2 separate regions of the Zea mays genome follow, and region 1 is linked to region 2. The links are chromatin contacts, called in public Hi-C maps. All regions are on one chromosome and are shown on one strand. Each heading gives the region's core, a stretch centred on a gene start, on an enhancer-like site or on the middle of the called end of the contact. The rest is flanking DNA. Distances are from core to core; before and after follow the strand shown.

Region 1 (7,054 bases), core at 2,755-5,254, 130 kb after region 2:
ATGGCGACCTTCACCGCGGATGACCGGTCTCCAACACCGTTCCTTAACGGTACACGTAGTCGTCGTGCCCGATCTACCCTAGAGGAGGAAGACGAGGCATCATCAACTGACCTACGCAAAAGAGCAAAACAATCCAGGGTTAGGGTTTACAAATGACGCAAGTGAGATATAAGGTTAGGGTTAGGGTTTACCTATGCTACTGGAGCCCGATGCCAGAGAATACGGGGGCCACCTAGACGACAGGCAGACACCGATTAGAGACGACGGCGAGCGGGGAGGGGAGGACTAGACGACAACACGAACTCATATAGTTCACCGAGAGAGAGGGGATAGAAGAGGGGAGAGGGGAGAGAGGAGCTGGTGCTGGATCGAGGTCACCGGCGTCGGGGACGGGAACCAAGGGCGCTGAGGTCGCCATATCGGGCCGGTGCCGCGGCGGAGGAGCCGAGATGGGAATCGTTGAGTCGGGGAGAGAGGGTTTAGGTCGGGTCGAGTGCGAGTGACCGAGTGGAAGACTGGAGATCGACGACTGAGGGCGAGGGGGCGAGGGGATGAGGGGTGGGAGATCGACAGGCCTCTACGGGCGGTCATGGTGGGAGCAGGACATGTCGTCCCGGCCCACGTGCCTGGCTTTCGACCTAAGCATGACCTGCTCCACTGGACCGTGCTAGCCCAGACCCATCACTCCCGTGTCGGGCCGGGCGTGGACCGGGCCAAAAAAGGGCCTCGAGCCGGGTCAACGGGCTCATGCTTCATGTACAACTATAGCCACTGGGATTGCGGGAAGCTGTGTTTCCGCGAATACAGACGAGCGAGTAAAAAAACCTACGTGCACGCGTGGATGTAGGTTGCCGCCATTAACTGCAGCCAGCCAAACACGCCCGCATTACGGTCAACGTGACGCCGCGAGCCTAGGCGTAGCCAACCAATCAATCGATCACGCGGATACTAATCATGAAGGTAGGTACATGTCGGCCTTGCCTATGTTGTTTGCATGACATTTGCTATGATTGGTCCTGTATTGGGTGGTCGTGTTTGTTACTTTAGGTTGATGCAAACCATTCATCCAATACATGATTGTAGACACTATACACCGCAGGATTGGATTCTCGAATTTTTTTTCTGCGCTGTCGTTTGGACAGTGTGGAGGCACTACACGAAATGGAGGAACTTTGTGCGGCTTGAGTTATTTTTTGGCGGCTCATTTACAAGCCATCGAAAATCAGTTTATTTTCGACGACCGGTATCATATCATAAAAAATAAATTTATTATTTTCGATGACTATACGTAGTTGTTGAAAATAAAAGACTTATTTTTAAGATTTAGACAAAATGGACTTTATAAAGGCTACCATATGCTCCCTCGCTCTCTCCGTCGTCGCCTGCTCGACCTGCATTGCACGCCCATGGCACCACACTCGCCCGGCCCTATGCATGCTCGTCGGCCTCAATCGCCCAACCTCGCCTATGTATACCGTTGTGCCTGCGTCGCCATGTCCTGCGCACCTGCCAGCCCCGGTCACCCCACCCGCACATGGCACACACCTAGCCCACTTGTGGCGCCGTCCACGTCTGCCCGTGCCTAAGAATGATAAACATGTACGATTCAACCCTACAAATGATTATTTAATTGTTCTAATGTTACATCAGTAGATTTTTCTTTTAGTATTATGTGAGTAGAGTAACAAAACACATAATTCACCAATTTTGGATCGACACTTGTCACGTGTGTCACACATGTGAGATTTGACGGTCTTAAGTTGTAGACATCATCCGAATGACTAATATAGCATTGACATTTATGAAAAACTATGTGGTTCAAACAAAATTTTGACGATATGACCTAGGTTGTTTTACACGACACCATATTCAGTTGTGCAGGTGGAGAACAACACGTTATGTCACCGAAATTTCGTTCAAACGCTATGGACTCATCATAAATCTGCGTTGTGTTGGTCACTCTTGGATGAGTTTAGGACATATCCTTATGTATAGGCAACATAAAACGCTCATTATTGTGCACCTTGCTTTATTCTACAGAATTAAATATGGATGATGATCATCGATGGATGTATATGGTTGGAATAAAACTCAGACTCATTATTGTGCACCTTGCTTTATTCTACAAAATTAAATATGGATGATGATCATCGATGGATGTATATGGTTGGAATAAAACTCAAGCTCACTTAGCTGAATGGATCACTAAGACTAAGGATTTTTCTAATGGTGCCTTTGTTGAATAATGATAAGATCTGGTATCCATGCAACAAATGTTAAAACTCGATGTTATTTGATAAGGTCACAATGAGTAAACACCTGTATCAAAATAGTTTCATTGCGGATTATGAAACATGTGTATTTTACAGCGAGAAATACATCACATTTATTGCAGAAGAGGAAGGAAATAATAGCGCAAGCATTGATATGATAGACGAGATGCTTGATATATTACTATTATTTTGATATATTAACATATATGTAGGTTCAACTCTCGTGGTTTGGAAAGGCCGTTTAGATGTTTATTGGTCCCTTTTGTCATCTATGGGCTTCTAAAGAATTATAAGAGAAGTCAATGAAGAAGAAAAAATTCTATGAACAAGGGTGAAGAGCATACTGTTGGAGGCAATGTATAGGTTCATACGACTAGACGAATGGTAAGACATGACAAGGACTATTTTCAAAAACATATCTATATGCATATGCTACTAATTGCATATATAGGAAGCTTAAACCGGTGTGTTGAGCCCCCACCTGTTGATGTGCCTCTTGGGAGCATACTTGATGGTGCAATTACAGACAAAGTTATGATCGTTAATGGTCCTAAAATACTCAGAATCAATCCCATTATTATGCAAAGATGATGTTGTCCTGACTCCATAACGCTATTCTCAGTGGTAGTTTCATCACACTATTTCCAATATTGCCATGTTAATAAAAGTAAGTTAAAATGAAGAATGAAATATGCTCTTTCAATAAGGAGTTTCATGTTACAATTTCATGGGCTAGCATGTGACTTAAATGTTGTATCTAAATAACCAATAGGAATAGATAAAATAGATGGAGATAAAATAAATTGCCCTTGATGATGGTTCCACACGTTTTCTAATACCTTAACAGGTTGACATAGTTTTCTAGTGATGAAACTAGTTTCAACTATTTCATAATAAATATAGTGTCATGCCATCAAAAATCCTATATGGCATACTAATTAATGTCATAAAATCTCTCATGAAACTTTCATTGAAAATGACCTAATACATCAGTGAGATTTGACGTATACACAAGCACACAATACTAATCCGATGCACGTGTATTGCTACAGATTCTATATGTATCATATGGATAGACTTTGATTTAATAAAACACAAAAATATGTGTCATGTTGGTTAGGTGGGTGAGAATGTGGAGCCAACAACTAAAGTTTGAACCCCATTTGTGGACAATTTTACCTTATTTTTGCATAAAACGGAAAGGAAAAGAGTGACCATGGAAATCTCTATCTCTACCTCTACCTCTACTATATTAAAACACCAGTTTTCTTGGTTCTGCGGTTCTACCGTTGTCACTTTTACAAAGAACTAATTATATTTTCTTGTAATCAACCTGCAGTCAGACAGATCCACATTTAAACATTTAATTGGAAAAAGCTAAAACTATATACAAATAAATATTCGAACTATGGTTGGTGGCTCTAAACTAATATTCACACCCACCTAACTAATAAAACACATATGTATTTATTTTGTTGATTTATAGTTTATACATTAGTGATGCACTGATGCACAATTTTCCGTGTCAGTCCAATGAGGACACTCCAGCCCATTAGGCCCATCAATGGAACCGAGAATATTGCCGCCGCGATGCTGGCTGTTGGTAAAAAGTCAAGTCAACCACCAGAGTGCTTTGAGATTGGAGATCGAAGGTTGAAGGCTGAGGACGGGTCGCTTGTGGGCTTCCTTTTCCCTTCTCTTCGCTTTGTTTTTTATCTTCTCGACAAAACCTCCAAGGCACCTCCGTTCCCCGTTCGTCCTCCACACCTGTATCTCTTCCCCATGGCCGGGCTCGGCGCTGGACTGGGAGCACGCCCTTCCGCGACCTTCTAGGCCGGGCCTTCTAGGACGGAAGGCTCCGGCCACTCACTGTCGCTGCCCCTCTCCGTCCCGTCGGCTCCGGTACGGATAGGCACGATCGCTCTGCCCATGTTCTCTGCATCTGCGTGCCAATTCGTAAAAAAATAGCTTCGCTGCCTGCTCTCGTGTCAGTGTTCTTCCCACCGGGTGGACATTGATACGAGATCATGTGCTAGGCTTCAGAGAACCGCGGCACATTTCGCGGCGCATGCTTACTGGTAAAGTGGTAAATTTAATTGTTGCACTGTACTTCTATCCAATTTATGTCAGTTCCACATACAGACATACTTGCCTTTTGTGCCAGTAATAGTTGAGTTTTGAGTGAACCTATTTTTTTACTTGCTTGGGTTGGTTACATGCCTCCCTTATATGTTTTAGGACTCAGATTGAAAATTAATTTTATGCCGACTCACGTGACATCGTGCTGTTTAAATGATTTTATTGCCACCTGTCCTTAACACTCTGCATGGTTATCAGACACTTCTAGTAAACAATACACTCATGACTCATCTAGTCATCTCCATATCTGTTTCTGCACATATCTAGTTTGCTTTCTCCTTGCTGTTTCAAGGTGCAACTATGGACCCATCGGGTGGCTTTGGATGGAGTGTACTGCTCTAGATAGTTGTGAAGTTGGAGTTCCTAATGTCATTGTCCGCGAAGGCATTTTTTTTGTGTGCAGGTTACAACTAAGGTCGTTTTGCTATAACTAGGCCTAACTAATCCTCCCAGTTTGCATTGTTGGCTTGTTGCCGGCAAATTCGTAGTGCCAAAACGATGCTTTACTGTGTCAAGCAGGCTCACATGGGTGGAAGATGAGCTTATGGAGGTAAGAAAGTATATTTTCTGGCACTCTATGCTGGTTTAAACCCACTTTTTTCTATGGTAGAGTTCTTTTTTCAATATCAATCTCGCACGTCGATCCAATTTTTAACGCTGAAATATGAAAAACAGTACCTGACATTCTACAACTGTCAAAACTGGATGGAACACTACCTGAACCAGTGTAAAGTGGTTTCCAAGGTAGTTTTCTACTTAAGAAAATATAAAAAAAACTAGTTCAGTCTCTAAAAATTCATAACTAATTTACTTCGTTTTTAAAATATGAAATCAGAACCATTTTCTAGAATTGTTATTTATCCGTTGGTAATCTATTTATAGTTTTTTAAATTGATTTATTCGTGTTCCTATTTTTTATTGCTCAAGTGGTGCTCATTATTTGTTTCAATTATTGTTTTACACTGAAGAAGCAGAATATCTCCAAGGAATGACTTGGGACGAGGTACCTAAGAGATATGAGTGGAATATCTTCAAGATGTTAGCTAAGGATAGGTGCGCTCGGAGACTAGCAATTAACATGTATGAACCATGATCTTTGTCTCTTTTTCTATTTACCCTTAACTCTACTGTATTGTCTTTTACTCTTTTGGTGTTTTTTCCTTCTATTCTTGTTTCTTGTGTGTTTAATCTCTAGCTTACCCTAACTTATTTGGGACAAAAAGGTTATGTTGTTGTTGTATTGTTTTGCACTGAAGGGGCGGTCTATCTGAGTCACCAGGTTGCGGGTTGTATTTGTGGGGGAACGTTTGCCTCGTTTTATGCCTTCCCCAGACCCAACTCATGGGAACCTCCAATGCTGGATTCTGGATTTCGTAATATTTGACTGTCTATCAGTTCGTACGCGTCTTCTTATGATAATCTTGTAGTTTGTGGGTTATCTACATTAAACTAATACACCAAATTCTCCGCAAAAAAAAAACCTAATACACCATGACCAACTTTCATCACGGGTCACATTTAATGATTCTGCTAACATATCAATACACTTCCACATTTGGTATCAAAGAAAAGGCCACCTTTGAGGCGTGGAAAGGCCGACCATCTTATGTTAGTTCAAAAGGATTGCCAGAACTATGCAAGGGCTTAATGGATTACTGGAACGAGAGCTGCTTGCAAACTTGTTGCCCATGTTCTTGACTTTGCTGGGACTTCAGTTAAGGTAAGCATATTCATTTGCAGATGACTGGATTGTTTTTCTAACTCAATTATTAGCTTCCTATAATTTAATAACGCAGTATTTGTTTCAATCTCATTCTAGCCATCCATTACTTCAAATGAAATTGACGCAGCAGTTCATGATATGATCATTGAGGCTGCTACCTATCCTTCTCCACTTGGATATCGTGGATTTCTATATGTACATCAGTAAATGAGTCTGTCAAGGGATACCTGATTCAGCTCCTCAGATGCAGGTTATGGATAATGAAATTTGCCTCCTCGCATCTCTATTCACTGTAGTAGCTAAGTACCATGGGCTAACCAAGTTTTTTCTGCTGCAGAATGGGGATATTATAAATATTGATGTAAATGTGTTCCAGAATGTAAGAAACCTCTCCTAAAATGTGCCACAGTCAAATTGGATGATGTTTCCCATTTGTAATTAGTTTGGTATGTTCCTGAACAGGGATACCATGGGGGTACCTTCAGAACATTTGCATGTGGACAGGTGAATGATTCTATCAAGCATTTTCTCAATGTAAGCCATTATTGTTGTGTGGTTCATTCAGTAATCAATAGCTGCCCTGATTTGTATAATGCACATTTTGCCATGTTTCTGTGGTGCGTGTATGTCTGGTTTTCACGAACATTTGTAATGTCAGTTCGAGTTTAAAAATCTCGGGTTAAAACTAGACCCTGGAAGCACTCAGTTTTTTAAAAACTGATTTATGAAATTGAAGTGGTTCTAAACACATCAGTTTATGTCTCAATTTACAGAAACTGAATTTTTAGTTTCTTAAAAACCAAGAAGGTAGTCTCCTCTAGCTAAAATCACTTTATAAAAATTAAGGTGGTCCAAACACCATTAACCATTTTTTTATAAATCAGTTTCTAAAAACTGGAGATAGAAAAAAACTGGTTGC
Region 2 (7,220 bases), core at 3,547-6,046:
TTATAAATTTTAAAAAAAATGACGCTATTTTTTATAAATACTATGGATTATTTAATGTCTTTATGGTGAAACCAAATTTTAAAATACACAACCGAACCCAAACTAAAAATCAAAGAAGTTTCAGAAAATTAAAAAAAGAAAAACATGCTTGGTGGGTCGGTAAATCGCCTTGATGAGTTCCCTAGCCGAGGCTGGAGCCCAATTAATCAGTCTAGGGTATAGGTGTATATTCGGGCCGCCCGGCCCAAGCCCGAAAAAGCTCGTATTGTATGAATTTCGGGCCGGGCCGGCCCGTTTGAATTTTGGGTCGTGACGGGCCGGCCCATGGGCCTAGCCCACGGCCCGCCCGTAATTGCTTAAACGTGCCGGGCTCATTTCAGGTGGCCCGAAATTCAATTTTTGGCCCGAAATTCAATTTTTGTCCCGAAATTCAGTTTTTGGCCCAAAATTCACATTAGAGCCCTAAATTCAAAAAAATAATAAAAGAAATAAAAGATAAGACAAATAAATTTAAACAAAATCAAACTTAATATTTGTATTAAAGTTACCACAGCTACGCAATGACTACCTCGTTTATAAATCGTTTTGTTAGAAGAAAAAAGAGTATAATCAACTCTATACAAAGTTTGTAAGTTTAATTTATTATCTAATGTTCATAACAAAAGCAAAATTACATCACACACTCTAATTCAAAGCTACAAAAAATATCTAACTAGCATTATCTCTAGCTTTGTGTTCTTTATCAAGTATATGAAAGTGTGGAATAAAGTGTGGTTTTAATAAATATATGGGCCTTTTCGTGCCTCTATATGGGCCATTTTGTGCCTGTCTTAAACGGGCCGTGCTCGTGCCCGCCCATGGGCCGTGACCTCGGCACAAACCCGGCCCGATATAACGGGCCGTGCCAGCCCGACACTAAATTATTTCGGACCGTGTCGTGCCTGGGTCGTGCTTTTTTTCGTGCTTCGGGCCGGCCCATCAGGCCCAGCCCAAATGTACACCTATAGTCGGGTGCTGATAAGCCGACAACCGAGTAGGAGCTAGGGTTATGCCTTTTTCACTTGAAATATTTTTAAATTACCATTGTTACTTATAATAATAGTTCATATTACTGCTACTTTTAGTATGTCAGATGGGATCGAGCCGGTTTGAGAATACGGGGACAACATATATCCCTATACTATCAAGCACATTATTACAGATAGGGATGAAAACGGTCGGTAAACACTAAAACCATTACCGTTTTCATGTTTTTTATCGGAAACAAAATCGAAAACGGTAACTCCGGAAACGAAAACGATATCGGTATTTCGAAAATATCGGAAACGAAAGTTTGGTGCGGAAAATACACCGGTAATGGTCGGAATCTAAAATATGATCGATAAACATATCAAACTTCACAATACAACAAAGTTGACAAAAGATCACAAAGACCACAAGTTCACAATTCATGATATAACAAGTTCACAAGGATCACAAATTTATAATATAAAAAGTTTACAAAGATCACAAGTTCACAATATAACAAGTTCACATTATAGCAAGTTCATAAAGATCACAAGTTCACTGACTCAAAGTTCACAATTCACAATATCCACTCGATCTAGCTGACATGACATGCTTACTTATGAAATATTTTTCCTCACATAAAGAGTTTTTCACAACCTCACAGGAAATCTTAAAACCTAGTGTGTGAAAAAGACCAAATCGTTAATCCCAACTGCCTTCCAACACCATCTATCCCAAAAAAATCTTAAGGCGTCCAAAAAATATAAAAATAAGTAATCCTTATCTAGAGACGTACAAGCGATGCAAAAAATCACATGCTGGAAAATTCCGAAAAATTCCGAGACACAATTCCGGAAAATTCCGAGACACAATTCCGGAAAATTCCGAGACACAAATCCGGTAATTTCCGACAAAAACCGGTAATCGAAGGAAACGGTCGGTAAAACACCACGCCGATTCCGATACCGATTCCGATAGAAAATTCCGAAAACCGATTCTGTTTTCGAAAAATACCGTTACCGGTGAATCCGATCGAAAATTTTCGAAATCGGTTTCCGGAATACCGAAAAATTCCGAACCCGTTTTCATTCCTAATTACAGATAAGAATAAAACTTTGTATAAATTATTTTATACATTGTTTGCTCACTACAACAGAAAAAGGTGAAAAATTATCTACAATCGCATTCAGATCTTATATCTATCATTTGAGAAAATATATAATAAATTTAAGGTTTATCTTTTATGAAACTTTACAAGCTCAATGTTAAAAACAAGAATATGAATTTATATAGTAAATTTTATATCTTATTTATTCATAATCAAAGAAAAATACCAAAAAGTTGTTATCTGAATAAGTATCCATTTTGATCCCTAGCCAAATGTTTCTATTTGAACTTATGATAACATTTGGATCATTTTTTATTCAATTATTGTAATCTAAATGTGCTTTTATTACCAAAACAAGAGGTCTGATTTGACCACATCTGCTATCAGTTTATCGGTTCTAGAACCGATTAATCAGTCATATCGGTCGATTAATCGATATCAAACCGAGCGGATTCAAAAAATGGCTTAGACCATATAATTAATCTATTTTAGATTTTGTCCGGGGAACTATATAATTAATCTATTTTAGATTTGTCCTCAATTAAAGTTGTGTTTTTGTTATATTGTACTGCTGGTCTGCTGCCAATGTAATTTTGCATAATAAGTCGGCTGGTGTCAGAGACTTTTAATTTAGAAAAAATAAAATGTCTTATAATTTACGATTTGATACAAAGACTGATTTTCAGCATTCTATGAAACCTTGTCAATTTTGAGGTGTCACTAGGGGAGGGAATGGGCGGGGTGGAGGTTAGAATCGATTATTGATGTCGAATGTCGGATTTGCAAGGAAACCAATGGTGGCAAACTAACTCAACCATGGCGATGATCGATGTGCACGACAAACTAGCTCTGTGATTTGTCATTTGGGCCTCATGTAATGATGCGACCTGTCTTGTTTTATAACCATTCCACTTACACGTCTGCCTATTTGATAGGGAATCGGTGCAAAGCTGAAGTTTCTCTATCCTTGGTAAATTCGAGACAAACACTGAAAACCTGAAATGCAGAAAACATACTCCCTTACAAGTATTTATGTTTTTTTTTCGCAGCTGCTCTGATCTATGCCTATCAAACAGTAGATGGGTGGATAGATTGATGTCAAGTCATAACATCAAGAAGCATAACATTGCTTTGATAATGTTAGGGGAAACACAAACTGTTCTAACATGCATCTGAAAAAGGTTGAAAACAAAGGTTCAGACAGAAAGCAAGCTTTCAAAACTTCAGAATGCTTTCGTATCGGGTTGCATGCTTCCTCAATATGAAGGCACATGATTATGAACAGCATCACCAAACTATCCCAGACCATTTGCAAGAATTATGAAGGCAGGTCAGTAGCAACTATCACTACTTCAGTTCACATCCAAACTATCCCACTAGAACATTCTAGAGGCACTTGAAATTGTTTAAATCGAGAGTCAACAGTTGACCAACGAGTTAGCTTCAATTCGGTCCAATTTAAGGGTAGAAGCATAAGTCACTCTCTGAGAGCAAAATTCCCGTCCTTTTCAAGGACTTATATATCACAGCTCCAATTTTTCTTGAGTTAACACACACCAAATTATACAATTTTACACGCTAAGATGCTAACCCCATGCAGATAGAACCTAGCCATAGAATATATAATAATAAGAGAAAGAAGAAAGAAAAAGGGCTTGAAAGAGTGATAACAAAGTTCAGTCCTATACCCACGACCACAAACTCCTTATCCTCATCCATTCCTAGCTGACGAGTGACGACCTCACCTCACCTCACTTCACCCCGAAGACGGCGAGGAAGGGAATGCGTCCTTGACGGCGGAGGCGGCGGTGAGGTAGTTAAGCGTGTTGCGCAGGGTGTCCCGCTCCCTGCGCAGCCTGGCGGCGGTGTCCTCGAGCTCGAGGAGCGCCTGCTGCTCGCGGGGCGCGCCCTCGAAGGTGTTGCCGACGTAGAAGGAGAAGGGGGTGGGGAACAGGCCCCTGCGCAGGTCCCCGACCTCCTTCTCAGGCTTGCCGTTGAGGCGGTTGGCGATGCGTATGACGTCCCGCATTAGGGCCTCGACGTCGGCAGCGAGCGCCTCGGCGTCCTCCCCGGGCGCCGGGGGCTCTGCGGGCGGGCGGTCCTCGAGCCACTGCACGGCGGCGACGAGGTAGGGCTTGGTGCGCACGATGCGGGCGACGCGGAACCGCTGCTGGCCCTTGCAGATGAGGAAGAACCGGTCGTCGGCGAGGCGCTCGTGTTTGACGACCTCCCCGACGCAGCCCACCTCCGCGGCGGACCCCGAGTTGCCGACGAAGACGATCCCGAAGCGGAGGTCGGTCTGCAGCACCGTGTGCATCATGATGCGGTAGCGATACTCGAAGATGTGCAGCGCGTGCGTGGCGTCCGGGAAGAGCACGAGCGGGAGAGGGAACAGCGGGAGCTCCACCAGCCCGTCGTCGGACTCAGGGGGAGATGGCTCCGGCGATGATGGTCCGGGCCCGGACGCCCCCGCCGCCGTGGCGAGGCGGCCGCGGCCCCGGCCCCGGGACGCTGAGACATGGAGGTGGCGTGGTGCTCGGCAGAATGCGCGAGAGGAGGAGGCGGCGGCGGCGAGCGCGGGGTGAGGAGAGTGGAGGATTTGGGGGAGGAGAGCCATTGGGACGGGATCTTTTTCCCCGCTTCCCCGGCGGCGGCCTAGGCAGGGGGAACAAATTGTTTGTGTGGCTTTCGGGGTGCTTTTCTTTGCCAACCAGGCAACCAGGGCCAGCAGAAACACTCTGAATACGTGGGGCCCGCAAGGCCAGACGGTTTACGTGGGGTTTATCCACATCCACCTGTTGCATGCGCGTTGGGATGTGCGTGGCAGGGCTTCCTTCCGTGGCGAAATTGGCCGTGGCAGGAGGTGGACAGCACGGCATTTGGGCTAACTTCGAACCTCTGGTTTATGAGCAGGTTGTGTTGGGCTGGCCTGATGGTCTGTTTGGTTCTCTGTATAAAACGTCACAACTTACCCTAATTTTTCTGTTAAAAATTTTCAATTCAAACGATAAAGCTTAGATAAATTATGACGTTTATAGGAAACTAAACAAGACGCCTGCAGCTGACTCTAAACATTGACGGAGGACAAAGAAAAAAATCTAAGTAATAAAAAAATAAAGCTAATAAATTGAGTAAGCGAAACATAAAATTAAAAATTTAGAAGGTGTTTGGTTTCTATTTTCTAGGGACTAATTTTTAGTCTCTAAATTGCTAAGGCCCTATTTGGTTTGAGGAAGTAAAGATTAGTCCCTATATTTTAGTCTTATTTAGTCTCTAAACTAACAAACGATGAGACTAAAACATGACTAAAGCATTTTAATATCTAATCCCTCGAGTGGTAACTAAGAGGGACTAAATAATATTAATTCTACTTTTGTCCCTTTTTTATTTTAGTTACACTAATGGCGGGATAACGCTAAGTTGTATTTTGATCTTCTTACGATTCATTTAATGTGTTCTAAATGCTTTTAGTCCCTAAAACCAAACATGGTAAGTGAAAGGGAAATGTGCCCTTGGGCCATTTCTAAAGTATTTTAGTGATTGAGTGCCAACACAAGTGCTTAAATGTGAATCTATGCCCATGGATGAACAAAGTGCAAATCAAGAGCAAAGGTATGTTTCTAAGTCTTAGTACATTGGTTTTGTGTACTAATATACTTGTCTAAGTATCAGAAACAGAAAGAAGAAGAAAAGAGAAGAGTTGGCTGTGTACAGCCAAGAGGCTGTTTCGGTCTGGGCACCGGACTGTCCGGTGGTGCACCGGACAGTGTCCGGTGCGCCAGGCTGCCTCGAGCGAAGTGGCCGCTCTCGGGAATTTGCCGACGGCGTACGGCTAAAATTCACCGGACTGTCCGGTGTGCACCGGACTGTCCGGTGAGCCAACGGTCGGCCGGGCCAACGGTCGGCCGCGCGATCTGCGCGGGACACGTGGCCAAGCCAACGGCTAGAAGGGGGCACCGGACTGTCCGGTGTGCACCGGACATGTCCGGTGCGCCAACGGCTCCCGCATCTGCAACGGTCGGCTTCGCTATTTAAGGAAGGAAATCGGGCACCGGACACTGTCCGGTGTGCACCGGACTGTCCGGTGCACCCGACGACAGAAGGCAAGGATGGCCTTCCAGATTTGTTCTCAACGGCTCCTAGCTGCCTTGGGGCTATAAAAGGGACCCCTAGGCGCATGGAGGAGAACACCAAGCAACCTCAGAGCATTCTTGATCATCCACACTCAGTCTTTGCGCATTCGTTTGTCATTTTCAGTGATTCGAGCTCCGTTCTAGTGAGAACTTTGAGATAGTCTTTTGAGCTCGATTCTTGGCCGTGTGTGTGCGCATTTCGCTGTGGATTTGTGTGTGTTGCTTCCCTCCCTTACTCCGTACTTCTTTGTGAAATTCAATTGTAAGGGCGAGAGACTCCAAGTTGTGGAGATTCCTCGCAAACGGGAAAAGATCAAAGTAAAGAAGAACACTGTGGTATTCAAGTTGATCATTGGATCACTTGAGAGGAGTTGAGTGCAACTCTCGTCCGTTGGGACGCCACAACGTGGAGTAGGCAAGCGTTGGTCTTGGCCGAACCACGGGATAAACCACTGTGTCATCTCTGTGTTTGATCTCTTGTGGTATTGTGTTTTGTTAAGACTCCTCTCTAGCCACTTGGCGATTATTGTGCTAACACTTAACAAGTTTTTGTGGATATAAGTTTAAGTTTCACAGGATCACCTATTCACCTCCCCTCTAGGTGCTCTCAATTGGTATCAGAGCCGTTCTCTTCAAGAAGGGACTAATCGCCCGAAGAGATGGATCCTAAGGGGAAGGGAATCGTGATCAACGACAAGGAGAAGGAGTCCTTCGTCAACGAGCTGAAGGATGACAAGCCTACTGACTCGGGCTCGGGCCACAAGCGCAAAGATGGGAAGAAGAAGAAGACAAGGCGCATCAAGGAGATCGTCTACTACGACGATAGCGATGAATCTACTTCTTCCCAAAAGGACGACGACAACGACTACAGGAAGACGGTCAATTCGAACTTTTCATTTGATTATTCTCGTATTCCACATAGTTCGAATTCACATTTGCTTTCCATTCCTCTTGGCAAACCTCCACACTTC

Evidence for each region. Hi-C and Micro-C count contacts between places; a contact is called where the count stands out from the background.
Region 1: a contact with region 2 is called in a Hi-C map of leaf, with 5 times the contacts expected there. The contact joins the promoter of LOC100285928 here to the promoter of LOC100280808 in region 2. A contact is called at or near these places in 7 of 25 Hi-C or Micro-C datasets (bundle sheath, ear, endosperm and 3 more).

What each region holds. Positions count from the first base shown.
Region 1 is chr7:161,388,612-161,395,665 of Zm-B73-REFERENCE-NAM-5.0, forward strand. LOC100285928 (glucan endo-1,3-beta-glucosidase 3) reads left to right here and starts at 4,005. Exons shown (of 11, transcript NM_001413829.1): 1 at 4,005-4,175; 2 at 4,816-4,962; 3 at 5,387-5,492; 4 at 5,980-6,132; 5 at 6,232-6,385; 6 at 6,473-6,514; 7 at 6,598-6,669.
Region 2 is chr7:161,253,609-161,260,828 of Zm-B73-REFERENCE-NAM-5.0, forward strand. LOC100280808 (peptidase S16, lon) reads right to left here and starts at 4,797. Exons shown (of 1, transcript NM_001153728.1): 1 at 3,602-4,797. The coding sequence starts at 4,733. The coding sequence ends at 3,873.